4 separate regions of the Mus musculus genome follow, and regions 1, 2 and 3 are each linked to region 4. A link is a contact called in public Hi-C, HiChIP or PLAC-seq and Micro-C data. All regions are on one chromosome and are shown on one strand. The core of a region is the stretch at or near the end of the contact, and the rest is flanking DNA. Distances in the headings are between cores, read along the strand shown. Region 1 overlaps Rbm47 (RNA binding motif protein 47). Region 2 holds the start of 9130230L23Rik (RIKEN cDNA 9130230L23 gene). Region 3 overlaps 9130230L23Rik (RIKEN cDNA 9130230L23 gene). Region 4 has its middle 27 kb from the start of Nsun7.

Evidence for each region. Hi-C and Micro-C count contacts between places; a contact is called where the count stands out from the background. HiChIP or PLAC-seq counts read pairs in DNA pulled down with a chosen protein or histone mark.
Region 1: a contact with region 4 is called in a Micro-C map of the HL-1 cell line, with 5 times the contacts expected there. The contact joins two enhancer-like sites. A contact is called at or near these places in 2 of 39 promoter capture datasets (embryonic stem cells and macrophages), 3 of 15 datasets of contacts at CTCF or cohesin (CD8 T cells, large pre-B cells and pro-B cells), 98 of 484 Hi-C or Micro-C datasets (the AML12 cell line, the AtT-20 cell line, B cells and 49 more), 19 of 115 datasets of contacts at active chromatin or transcription factors (the HPC-7 cell line, acute myeloid leukemia, bone marrow-derived macrophages and 9 more) and 6 of 9 other capture datasets (adipose tissue, bone marrow-derived macrophages, embryonic stem cells and 3 more).
Region 2: a contact with region 4 is called in an H3K27ac HiChIP or PLAC-seq map of embryonic stem cells, with 3 times the contacts expected there. The contact joins the promoter of 9130230L23Rik here to the enhancer-like site in region 4. A contact is called at or near these places in 10 of 39 promoter capture datasets (the 3T3-L1 cell line, the C10 cell line, cranial neural crest and 5 more), 2 of 15 datasets of contacts at CTCF or cohesin (large pre-B cells and pro-B cells), 12 of 484 Hi-C or Micro-C datasets (the C10 cell line, bone marrow-derived macrophages, brown adipocytes and 6 more), 5 of 115 datasets of contacts at active chromatin or transcription factors (all in embryonic stem cells) and 4 of 9 other capture datasets (adipose tissue, bone marrow-derived macrophages, liver and 1 more).
Region 3: a Hi-C map of the G1E-ER4 cell line shows a contact between it and region 4, with 4 times the contacts expected there. The contact joins two enhancer-like sites. A contact is called at or near these places in 7 of 39 promoter capture datasets (the C10 cell line, cranial neural crest, embryonic stem cells and 3 more), 1 of 15 datasets of contacts at CTCF or cohesin (the NIH/3T3 cell line), 27 of 484 Hi-C or Micro-C datasets (the C10 cell line, the C2C12 cell line, CD4 T cells and 9 more), 8 of 115 datasets of contacts at active chromatin or transcription factors (embryonic stem cells and large pre-B cells) and 4 of 9 other capture datasets (adipose tissue, embryonic stem cells, liver and 1 more).

What each region holds. Positions count from the first base shown.
Region 1 is chr5:66,089,003-66,092,056 of GRCm38.p6, forward strand. All of the region lies in intron 3 of Rbm47 (RNA binding motif protein 47), which reads right to left. Among named protein-coding and RNA genes, the nearest start is that of Gm26725, 60 kb to the right of the region's middle. Within about 2 kb of position 1,334, at least 107 of the 459 cell types and tissues checked have an H3K27ac peak or open chromatin away from gene starts, as enhancers often do. A contact at or near this core is called in the G1E-ER4 cell line, the HL-1 cell line and granulosa cells, where this site is marked.
Region 2 is chr5:66,002,900-66,005,947 of GRCm38.p6, forward strand. It overlaps 9130230L23Rik (RIKEN cDNA 9130230L23 gene), which reads right to left and starts at 1,386. Exons shown (of 7, transcript NR_027961.1): 1 at 1,311-1,386.
Region 3 is chr5:65,985,238-65,988,260 of GRCm38.p6, forward strand. 9130230L23Rik (RIKEN cDNA 9130230L23 gene) reads right to left here. Exons shown (of 7, transcript NR_027961.1): 7 at 2,691-3,023. Among named protein-coding and RNA genes, the nearest start is that of 9130230L23Rik, 18 kb to the right of the region's middle. Within about 2 kb of position 1,409, at least 21 of the 459 cell types and tissues checked have an H3K27ac peak or open chromatin away from gene starts, as enhancers often do. A contact at or near this core is called in the G1E-ER4 cell line, where this site is marked.
Region 4 is chr5:66,231,128-66,234,158 of GRCm38.p6, forward strand. No RefSeq gene overlaps it. Among named protein-coding and RNA genes, the nearest start is that of Nsun7, 27 kb to the right of the region's middle. Within about 2 kb of position 1,469, at least 29 of the 459 cell types and tissues checked have an H3K27ac peak or open chromatin away from gene starts, as enhancers often do. A contact at or near this core is called in the G1E-ER4 cell line, the HL-1 cell line, embryonic stem cells and 1 more, where this site is marked.

The DNA of each region.
Region 1 (3,054 bases), core at 84-2,583, 140 kb before region 4:
AAACCAAAGCAAGCAGGAGCATTGTTATAAACCAAAGTCCTGTTTCCACATCAGCATGGCCCCGTCCCCTGGGTATACTTAATAATCTTGGACTCCATAGCAAACAAATTAGGGGAAGGTTTGGTTTTTTGTTTGTTTGTTTTGTTTTTTAATGATCCAGTAAGAGGAGAAAGATATACACGCTACTGTTACATGATCAGCAAAATCCAAAAAAAATAGATTGACCAACAGCCAAGAAGAGAGGGCTACCTCCCATTACCAATCACTATAATACAGAAAACAGCAACCAGGGAAAGACACCCCCTCTTTCACTTGGGAAAGATTTCCTTTAGCAAAGGCAAGTCAACTTTCTTTTTTTTTTCTTTTTCTTTTTCTTTTTCCTTTTCTTTCTCTTTTTCTTTCTCTCAGGCTTGTTTTATGCATAGGAGCATTTTGCCTACATGTAGGTATGGTACCTAACGAGGTCAGAAAAAGATGTCAGATCTTCTAGAACTGAAGTGGTTGTGAGCTACCTACCATGTGGGTGCTGGGACCCGAACCCGGGTCCTCTACAAGAGCAACAGGCTCTTAAGTACTGAGCACTGTCTGGCCCTTCCATTGCACCTGTCTTTCCTTCCTCCTTCTATCCTCCTGCCTGTGTTTTCTTCCCTCTCTCCCTTCCTGTCTTTTTCTGTTTCTTCTCTCTCTCTCTCCCTCTCTCCCCCTCTCTCTCTCCCTCTCCCCCCACCCCCCTCTTTGGCTTATCCTGACTGTGGAGTTTTATCAGAGGTACGGCAGGTCAGATTACGCTAACAGTAGTTGTGTACACAGAACTTTAGTGGATGCGGCAAAGATGAGAGAAAAAAAGGTGATGGTGAGCAGAGGCCCAAACTGGAGTCTTAATGAAGAAGAACGTTTTAAATGGGGACACTTGGTACCACAGGAGAGAGCAGGTTTAGGGACAAAGCAGTTTGGGGACAGCCAAGGGCTCTGGACATCTGGCTTACTGGTACCAGAGGGGACTCAAGGCACCAGAGAGAAGAAAAGTCCAAGTCATTAAGAGAAGCCGTCTGGGCCAGACTGGCAGTGCTGCTCCCTGAGTGCAGACCCTAGCTCAGGACGGCCCTGTGCCTTGCCTCCTCAGAGAGGCCCCTATCTGTTCGCTCAATCCAGACCTTCCAGTGTCGAAAGGCTTGGGACAGACGGTGGCTTGCTACAACCACGGGCTATTTCTCATCTTTCACCTTCAATGTGCCTTCAGATTCGATTCTTGGGGCTGCCAGAAACTGTGACTCATCAAATTCTCAAGCCAAGAGCACAAGGACAGCCTCTGGCCTCACTTTGCAGACCCAGCCTGCTTCCCAGTCTTCACATACAGAGGTGGCAGGTCCCCGTGGTCCTGTTCTCACCAGCCAGGCTGCTTGCCTTTGTCTGCTGTCAGTATTGTCTAACGCACAGAGAACACAGAGCTTTAACTGTGTGCTAGCCTCGTTGTCCTTGTGCCCCCCCCCCACACCCCCAATATAGACCTGTCCTGGAAAGTGGTCAGTATTAGTTTAGTGTGGTAATGTGACAAGTTTGAGGCTAACCAGGGCTACATAATGAGTTTCAAGCTCTACATAATGAAACATTGTGTCAAAATTTGAACAACCACAATAGCAAATAAGGGTAACAATGTAGTCCAAGTCATAGCAAATGCTTTCTCTGCTAAGAGGCAAATGGTAACTATTTTAGGGATTTGCAGGCCACCCAGTTTCTCTTACATAATTTCCTTCCTTTTCTCCCACCCCACCAAAAATATAATACAGGCTGGGGAGATAGTTCAGTGGATGAAGGGTTTGCCACACACACAAAAGTTAGAACCTGAGTTCAAATCCTGATAACCTGGGTAAAGCTGGACACAGAAACACTCTCTAGAACCCCAGAACTCCTACAGTCATATGGGGCAGGACAAAAGAGTTCCCAGAAGCTTGAGGGTCAGCAAACAAATCCTGTCTCAAAATAGAAGATAAAAACCACCACATGTTAACTCTAAATGCACACCGTGACTCACACATGTGTGCACATGTGTACATAAGCATATACACACATTATATTATATATGTGTGTATGTATATATGTATATGCATGTGTGTGTATATATCAACAACAAGTCAGGAGGCTAGGAAGATGGCTCAGTAGTTGTGAGTGTTTGATGGACAAGCATGAAGACCAGGGTTGTGCTGGTTAACCCCAGTACTGTGTGGGCCAGAGACAGGGGGACCACTGGGACTTGCCGACTGACAGCCTAGTTAGATCCCAAGCTTCAGTTTCTGTCTCCAAAGAAGAAGGTGGAAAGTAAACGAGAGGGGACTGAACAACCTCCCATGGACCTCACTCACCCGTGCACACAGGCACACTGATGATAAATCAAATCACACACACACACACACACACACACACACACACACACACACACACTCACACACACACACACACACATACACTTCTATAGGCCAGAGGACTACCATCTACACTCACCATATATTGACATTTAGATACATCCTCTTTCAGTTTTTTCCTCTTTCCTGGCTACTGTAGCAATGTGAGTCTAAAACGATACATTGGGCTAGGAGGGTGATTACAGCATCAAAAGACCTAAGCTCAAAGCTTGGCTAGTCCATTGGGTCCTGGCCTTAGTTTCTTAATTTTAGAATCAATGAGCTATTCTACACAAAGGTGTTAACCTCCCTCCTAAATTTTTTTCCAATTTATTTATTTTATTTATATGAGTACACTATAACTGTCTTCAGTTACACCGGAAGACAGCATTGGACCCCATTACAGATGGTTGTGAGCCACCATGTGGTTGCTGGGTATTGAACTCAGGACCTCTGGAAGAGCAGTCAGTACTCTTAACCGCTGAGCCATCTCTTCAGCCCGAAGATATGGTTTTTTGAGACTGTCATAGAGACCCCAGGCTGGCCTCAAACTTACTGTGTGAATTAAGTTTGCCTGGACTCTAGCTATCTCATTTATATTTCAGGGTCTAGGCTCTGTCACATATAACACAGTTTGTTATTTCCACTGACATTA
Region 2 (3,048 bases), core at 136-2,635, 230 kb before region 4:
TAATGGGCAAGCTATATGGGGAAATGCCAGGAGGTTGGTCATTTAGCAGAGACACTCTGGCTAGGAAGAGAACCCAAAGCTCATGAATTTAAAAGCTTGGGGCCTCAGACCCTTTTTTTTTTTTTTTTTGGGTTTTTTGGTTTTTCGAGACAGGGTTTCTCTGTATAGCCCTGGCTGTCCTGGAGCTCACTTTGTAGACCAGGCTGGCCTCGAACTCAGAAATCCGCCTGCCTCTGCCTCCCGAGTGCTGGGATTAAAGGCGTGCGCCACCACGCCCGGCTGGCTCAGACCCTTCTTAATGAGCGAGTTCTCTCAACTGCAGAGCAGCACCTTGGCCTTGACTGACAATAAAAAAAAATTACAGTGGGAAAACAAGGGTGTGCTCAAATAAGTAAAGGAAAAACAAAAAATAAAACAAAACAAAAAGACCAAACAAACAAACAAAACCACCACACATCATGGAAAACGAGCCCTTACACACAGTTCCAAATTTTCCATTCAAACAAACAAACAAACAAACAAACACAAACAAATCTTATGTATAGTCTCATTGACCTAGGATGGTCTGGAGCCACGTATGATGGTGCTTGTCTTTAATACAGCACTTGTGAGGCAGAGGCAGGTGGCTCTGATTGGATTCAGGGTCAGCCTGGTGTACATAGTGAGTTCCAGGACAGCCTGAGCAGCACACTAAGACCCTGCCTCAAAAAAAAAAAAAAAAAAAAAAAAAAAAAAAAAAAAAAAAAGGAAAAGGAAAGGAAAGGAAAGGAAAGGGAAGGGAAGGGAGGGGAGGGGAGGGGAGGGGAGGGGAGGGAAGGAAAAGAACAAGGAATTCTGTAGATGAATCGCCGCCAGTGCTTCCAATCTTCCCCAGGGACAGGTGAGAGAGAATCTTCCCACTTTCAGCCAAGGTCTAGTGTACTACACTCAGAGTGTTCAGCCTGCATGCCATTACTGAGTTACGGACCTCAGGACAGCATGGAGAATTATTCCCATCAGCCTTCAGTCTATCCCTTCATTACCTCTAAGCCAGGAGTCCTAAGCGTTGTCTATAACCTCCCATCTCTTACTTTAGAAAAACCATTTACAGTGCCTCTTTCCTTTTTAAGAAAAAGCTTTTGCCTCATCCAGCCAGTATTCAGGAAAAAAAAGTTGTCTTCTGAAACTGGTGTGTGCGTGTGTGTGTGTATGTGTGTGTGTGTGTGCACGCGTGCCCCCGTGGGCGTGTGTGAAATCTCCCCAAGCCCTACCAGTTTGGGACTAGAATCTCCGGGCCTCAAGCAACCATCGTCCTCCCTGTAAGTCCTCACCTTAGATGGCTTCTATCCCTCTAGGCAGTTTTCGCCACACCCAGATCTTGCCACCTGGTGCTCTGCCTTCTTTTCTAATCCTGGTGCCCCTTGTCCTACAGCTTTGAACTGGGTTCAAGGGGAGGGAATGAAGGAGCCTTCTCAGCTGTCAAAGGTCTTTGCTATCTGAGCGTTGCAAAAGCAAACAGTCTAATCTCTGTGTAGCTAGGCAGGGACAGAGTGAGGCAGACAATCTTGTTTGTCATAGAATAACAGAAGGCTAGAACCGGCCGCCTCTGAGATCTTCCGTCCCAAGATACACAAAGGAGGAAACCAAGACCCAGAGAGAGTGGAGTGGTCTGCCCAAGGTCGCACAGACCTGTTTAATACCTGCAACTTACTCAGCTACTAAATAATTAAGCAATGCTTCTCCCCGCAACAATCTTGCAGGCTAGGTATGGTGATTCATAGACAAGAAGTGGAAGCCGGGTGACTAGCCCAGGTCTCCCCTAGCTAAGCAGGAAGCCAGGTTTCCAACATACTCTTAGCTACCTGTATGAGCCTACATCACAAGAGTTGTGAGCATACCAGACTATCTAAAACAGGATTGGCACTTGACAATTGGTGTTCCCTAAGTGAGTGACCAATATACTGGGGGCGGGGGCGGGGCGAAGCGAAGTGTGGGGTGGGGGTGGGAGTAGGGGAGGGGATGGGAACAACACCTGGGCCCCACAGGCCTCTACGAGGGGGGCTGGGAAATGTTGAGGTTGGATCAGGTGCCAGGCACTGGGCTTTACTTCCTCATTCACTTTATCCCTGGCATTTCGCTGTGGAGGACACAGAAGAGTGAGGAGGTGAACTTCCTCACAAAACTGTGTAAAATCAGAGCAACAGAGCTCTGATGAATAGGATTGAACGGGGTCACGTTCCTCCGCCCCTCTTCCTACCGCCTGCCGCGTCTGTCTTTTCCTCTTCCCAGCGTCCACCAACCCAAGGCTTCACCGCAAAACTGTTGCTAGGTCCTCCTTCCCTTTGTCCCATTAAATGTTCTTTTCTGCAGACCACTCCCTGCCCCAGAGGCTACCTGATAAGCTGATTCCTGAGTGGCTTTCACAGGAAACCTGTTCTCCCTTTAGGTAACCCAGTTGACCTTTAAATGTCAAATCGTCAAGTTTCCAAGCAAACTGAGGAGAATGGGAGTGGGAAGCCAGGCAAGGTGTCACACAAAGTAAGGCTCATTTCCCTGTTCCTCGGTTTGTCCGGAGACTGTTCCTCCTTCCGCAGCCCCGCAGCCCCGAGGAGTTCAGCCCATGCAAAGCATAGAAGTGAAACTTATTTGCATCCTGTTCTCAAACAAAGGCCATACCTGTGGGACATTGGTTAATTCCCAACCACCCCTCCCCTCCCAACTCGGAAAGACTGAGGTCACGGTTCCAGCTTTGGTGCTGTAGGTGAGGTGGGGGGGGGGGTGAGGACACAGGACTTAGAAGTTCAGGGTTCTTCTGTTCCAGGACAGACAAGGCAAGGTAGTAGAAATACATTTAAAATAATGTAATAAATACTTAAAATTCACCACCATGATTTATATAATTAAATAACTAAGGTCATTTTCATCTGTTTGGTAGAAGTTCTGTTCTGTGATGGGCCATTGCACATGTCTTAGCTCTACACTCAGTCAGAGAAGATATTTGGGAAACCTGGGGTCAGTCATGAGGACACATTGCAGCATAGAAATTAAGAAATGCAGAAGAACTCGAGC
Region 3 (3,023 bases), core at 159-2,658, 250 kb before region 4:
ACATATCTTTTGTATTTTTATAATGATTTCAAGTTTCATTCCTATTGCTGCGATAAAATACTCTGACAAAAAGCAATTTTATTTTAGCTCAGCATTCCATGTTATGGCCTATTACCTCAGGCAAGTGACAGGGCAGGAGCTTGAGACAGTGGTCAGATCACATCCACAGCCCAGAGCAGGGAAAAATGAATGCATGCATTCCCACTTGCTTGCTCATGCTCAGCTCGATTGCTCTACTCTCACGCAGTTCAGGACCCCCTGCTTTAGGTAATGACTCTACCCATAGTGGGATGGGTCTTCCAGACATGCCCACCCAATGTATACTGCTGTTCATCGGTAGTTGTACATTCCCAGTCTTTCTAGGTTTTATCTTTTTTAAAATATTTATTTGTTTATTGTATGTATGCAAGTATACTGTAGCCGTCTTGAGACACATCAGAAGAGGGCATCGAATTCCATTACAGGTGGTTGTGAGCCACTGTGTGGTTGCTGGGAATTGAACTCAGGACCTCTGGAAGAGCAGTCAGTGCTCTTAACCACTGAGCCATCTCTCCAGACCCTAGGTTTTATCAAGTTGACAATTAAAGGTGATCATCCCAGGGGACACAGTTCAGCTCATACTAGACATGCATTGAATGATGAAATTATTTTTTAATTTAATTGAGATCACAGAATCTTCACTAAAAGAAAAAGAAGCATAGAAATTTGAGCAATGAAATCTTTATGATCTGAATAAAAATGTAATAAAAGAAAAATATAATTATCCATAGCCAGCAATTCAACTTTGGAAAAGTGTAATGATGATAGCAATAATAATAATAATAATAATGCTTATTATTATTATTATTATTATTATTATTATAGCTGGGCAGTGGTGGTGCATGCCTTTAATCCCAGCACTTGGGAGGCAGAGGCAGGCGGATTTCTGAGTTCGAGGCCAGCCTGGTCTACAGAGTGAGTTCCAGGACAGCCAGGGCTACACAGAGAAACTCTGTCTCAAAAAAACCAAATAATAATAATAATAACAATAATAAGGCTGAGTTTGCCAAGCTGGATGTGCCCAGTCTTGCAACCGTGAAAGTCTGTCACGAGAGAAGTAAATTACTTCCTGACGTGATCTGAGGCCTGCTCCTCAGAAAGGATTCAGATCTAGTATTGTAAAGCTGGTGAGAAGGTCATGACTGGAGAGTTCATGGGACCCAGTGGGGAACTATTACTGTTGTTTTTGTAAAATGGACACAATGTGCCCATCAAATTGCTTTCTAAATCATTGCTTTTATATCCAAGGCTAGTGCTGCTGTCAGCTTTAGTGTCAAAGAGCTCCTTTTTGCAATGAACAGCGATAGGCACGGTGACTCATATCTAGATGAAGTGATGAGAATACGTGACCACTGAATGGTTAGCCATAGACACCACCCACAAGGCTCAGGGACTGTAGAAGAGAGTGTGGGGAGAGCCTAAGAGCCAGAGGAAGGAGTGTTCTACTGTGGAACCCATGGCTGTTGCGCCTCTGAATTCACAGTGGCTATGACCACCTTCACAGGGCCTGCACGAGACTGGGCCCATCAACAGTGTATTAATGAGTGGAGGTCACGAGGCCCCATCTCCCTGAGGCTCTGTAAGCAGTGAGTGGTTGACTGCAGAATGGAGAGAGGTTTTCTTCAGGGATGTAGCTGCCTGTAAGGTGTCTAAGTTCCTGTAAGTAACCAGCCCCTCACCTTTGCTTATGTAAGTAACCCTAAAGAAACTTGCAGGGTCATCAGAGGAAAAGACAGGAAGTTGGGAGAGGAAGCTGAGAAGGGGAAGGGAGTTAGTGGAAGTGTGGGGAGACAAGCTAGAGCCATGGCAGATGAATATGATCAAAATACATTATATGAATTATGACAATGTCACAGTGAGCCCATTATTATGTTCAGTCACTGTCTCGATTAGGGTTTTACTCCTGTGAACAAGCACCATGACCAAGGCAACTCTTTTTTTTTTTTTTTTTTTTTGATTGATTGCTGTCCTCAGACACACCAGAAGAGGGCATCGGATCCCATTACAAATGGTTGTGAGCCACCACGTGGTTGCTGGGAATTAAACTCAGGACCTCTAGAAGAGCAGTCAGTGCTCTTAACCACTGAACCATCTCTCCAGCCCCACCAAGGTGGCTCTTATAGGGACAACATTTAGCTGGGGCTGGTTTACAGGTTCAGAGGTTCAGTCCATTATCATCAAGGCAGGAACATGGCAGCATCCAGACAGGCATGGTGCAGGAGGAGCTAAGAGTTCTGTATCTTCATCTGAGGCTGCTGGGAGACTGGCTCCTAGAAGGAGGAGCCCACAGTGGGAGTCTTAAAGCCCACGCCCACAGCAACAAGCTCCCTCTGACAAGGCTACACCTACTCCATCAAGGCCACATCTCCAAATGGTACCACTCTCTGGACCAAACATATTTACATGCTTTTAAAAAAATTAAGTGGGCTGGTGAGATGGCTCAGTGGTTAAGAACTGCTCTTCCGAAGGTCCCAAGTTCAAATCCCAGCAACCACATGGTGGCTCACAACCATCTGTAACGAAATCTGATGCCCTTTTCTGGAGTGTCTGAGGACAGCTACAATGTACTTACATATAATAAATATATCTTTAAAAAAATAAAGAAAAAAAATAAAAAATTAAGTATGAGGGACATAAAGATGGAACAGTTCGAGGATTAATAGAAAATTTGTCCTCTTTTTATTACTTGAAAGGACAAAGATCAGGATTCCCAGGACTTTAACATTCCCAAGTCAAACGAGGAGTGCGTCATTCAAGAGACCCAGCAGATGGAAGAATTGACTTTGGTTTAGAAAAGCATATTCCATATGGCTAGGGTTTGCACTAATCAGACTTTAGCTGGTAAAAATACATGGACTCTAGAGTGTGAGAACCTTGGTGGGAGCCAGGATCGAAATGGAAGGAAGGAGGAACGGGAGGTGGAGCAGCGAGAGGAGCAAGACACCGGGCAAGGAGAAGGAACCAGACGTGACTTAAGACGGTGA
Region 4 (3,031 bases), core at 219-2,718:
TAAAAAGGCTTTTTACTTTTTTCATTTTGTGTGTATGTGTGTGTGTGTGACATATGTGTAGCTAGTCACAGAAATTGGACTTGAAGCTGTAGTCACAGATGGTTGTGAGCCACATGGATGCTGAGAACTGAACTCAGGTCCTCTGGAAGAGCAGCAAGTTCTCTTAGCTGATGAGCCATCTCCCCAGCATGAATTATTTTTTTAAAAAAAGATTTATTTTTTTTTAATTTATTTATAAGATACACTGTAGCTGTCTTCAGACACACCAGAAGAGGGGCACCGAATTCCATTACAGATGGTTGTGAGCCACCATCTGGTTGCTGGGAATTGAACTCAGGACTGCTGGAAGAGCAGTCAGTGTTCTTACCTGCCGAGCCATCTCTCCAGCCCCCCAGAACATGGATTTTATGTACTTTTAAAGGCTTCCCACCTGTGAAACACCTTACTACAGGGCTCAGTCATCGTTTTTCCGTATAGAGCCAGCTGGTAAATTCTGTAAGCAGGATGGGGATGCTGGGGCTTGAACCCAGGGCCTTAAGTGTGCCAAGTATGTGTGTTAGCATTGATCTGCTTCAGACTCCGGCCACTCAGCTACATTCCCGAAGTCTCCTAAACATTTCAGATTTCAAGGGCCACCTGGTCTCTGTCATAACATCCAGTGCTGCCTTTGTACAACTACAACAACAACTTTCATAAGCAGTGAGCTTGGTGACAATCTGTCATTTCCACACTTGGGGGCTGTAGTAGAAGATCAGGAGTTTGAAGACAGCCTGGACCATTTATCTAGCGAGACTGTCTTCGGAAAAACAAAAACAGAAGCCTATAAATAAATTAGCGTGGCTATGCTCCAAGAAAGAGATTATGCAATTTGAATTTTACGTATTTTTGTGTGATGAAATATTGCTATGCTTTTGATATATTTCAACAATAAATACAGAAACTCTTTTTTAGCAAATGGTCGGCTGGCTCACAACTTGTGGCATGCAGACTAGAATGGGTTTTGGTCCTTGGCTAGTGAATGTTTGATCTTAGATTATGAAATCAGAGTCTTAAGGAATAAAGCTTGCTTAAGAATGTGAAGAATCGGGCTTTGCTTTCCTGATCCACCTGTTCTGACTAAGTGGCTGTGGCAACTTTAAAGAACAGAGAATGAGGAAAGCCATGGGGGGTTAACTAACAGTCTCTGGGCTTGGGGCATCTAAGATAAGGACCTTGGGCTTTTATGAAATAATTTTTTTAAAGACTTATTTTTACTTACTATGGATAATGTTTGCCTCATGTATGTATGTATGTATGTATGTGTGTATGTATGTATGTAGCACTGTGTGTCTGATGCCTGCAGATGCCAGAAAAGGGCATTGGATCCCCTGGAACTGAAGTTATAAACGTTTGTGAGTCACCATGTGAGTTCTAGGAACTGAAGCTGGGTTCTCTACACAAACCCGAGTCCTCTCTATGGTGAGCACCTCTCTAGTCATCCTCCCAGGCCCTCTATTGCTGAGTCACCTCTCTAGTCAGCCCCACCCCCACCCACCCCCACCCACCCCCACCCTGCCCACTCCTCCTCCCAGTATAAAGATAAAGGGTTTATTTAGCTCATAGCCCTGATCCAAGGTCAAGAATTGACTCTGTAGGTGGCCCTTTTGCTGGCAGAGTTCCAAGGCTAAGCTGTACGGGGCACACAGATATAATCTCAGCACCCTAGGGGCAGAGATGAGATTTCAGGTTCAAGGCTAGCCTGGTCTACAAAGAAGAAAACACACACATTAAGTGATAGGCCCTGCTATAGTGGAGAGTGGTGGCTAGTCAAAATGAAAGCATCAGGACTAGAACTTAAGGCTTCTATATTTTGTTGATTTGGTTTTCCTTTCTTTTTTTTTTTTAAGATTTATTTATTTTATATATGTGAGTACACTGTTGCTGTCTTCAGACACACCAGAAGAGGGCATCAGATCTCATTACAGATGGTTGTGAGCACCATGTGGTTGCTGGGACCCACTCAGGACCTCTGGAAGAGCAGTCAGTGCGTTTAATCACGCTGAGCCATCTCTCCAGGCCTTGGTTTGGTTTTTCAAGACAGGGCTTATCTGTGTGGCCCTGGCTGTCCGGGTACTTGCTTTATAGAACAGGCTGGCCTTGAACTCACAGAGGTCCTCTTGCCTGTGTTTCTCTAGTACTGGGATTAAAGATGTGCACCATCACCACCTGGGTATGATTTCTATTTTCAAGAATCCTCCTGTATCCATTATACCTTCTGTTAAAAAAATCAAATAAACTATGAATCAGAAACATAGACCCAGCTGTGAAACCCAACCAGTTTTCATCCACAGCATTTGTGTTCAAAGTAAGAGAAAACAAGGAGATACCCATCCCCTCTTTAAACTATTATTACACAAACATAACAAACTAGAAACATCAGACAGACCTGGGGTAATTACTACACAGCCAGCTGAACCCTTTACCTGAAAGATCTCTCTCCGTGGGCCATAAACGGTGGTTACAACCGAAATATAAGCGTTCAGCTGAGCCACCGGGTTAGCGAGTGGCTTTCCCTTGAATAAATGATCATTTTTGTCTTCCCGTTGCTGGATCTTACCATCTCCTGGTCTGACCATGGAAGTGCCGCTGCTGGTAAAACCAAAGCTTTTATCCAGATTTAGTTCCCATTTCTGTTTTATAGTGTAGGGTGGCCACTAGGTTAATACTTTTCCAGGTGCGTTTGGAGACAGATGAAAGGATAAAGGTATTCAGAATAGTAAAATGTGGGGAAGGGAACCAGACCACGTTCATGTCTTCCAGCCTATGCCTTTAACCCAAAGTCTGGTTGAAGGCTGAAAAACAAAACAAAACAACAAACAAAGAAAAAACAAAAAAAATGTGGCATCCAGATGAAGCATGGCTGCCAAGGACCACTGCTGTAGTTCTGATGTAGTCTGGGAGGATCCTTAGATGCTGTGCTCTTCATGTAAGTTAGCTACAGGCTGGCAGGAGGAATTCCGTTGTCAAGGTCAGCCTCAAGCCTGGAGCTAAT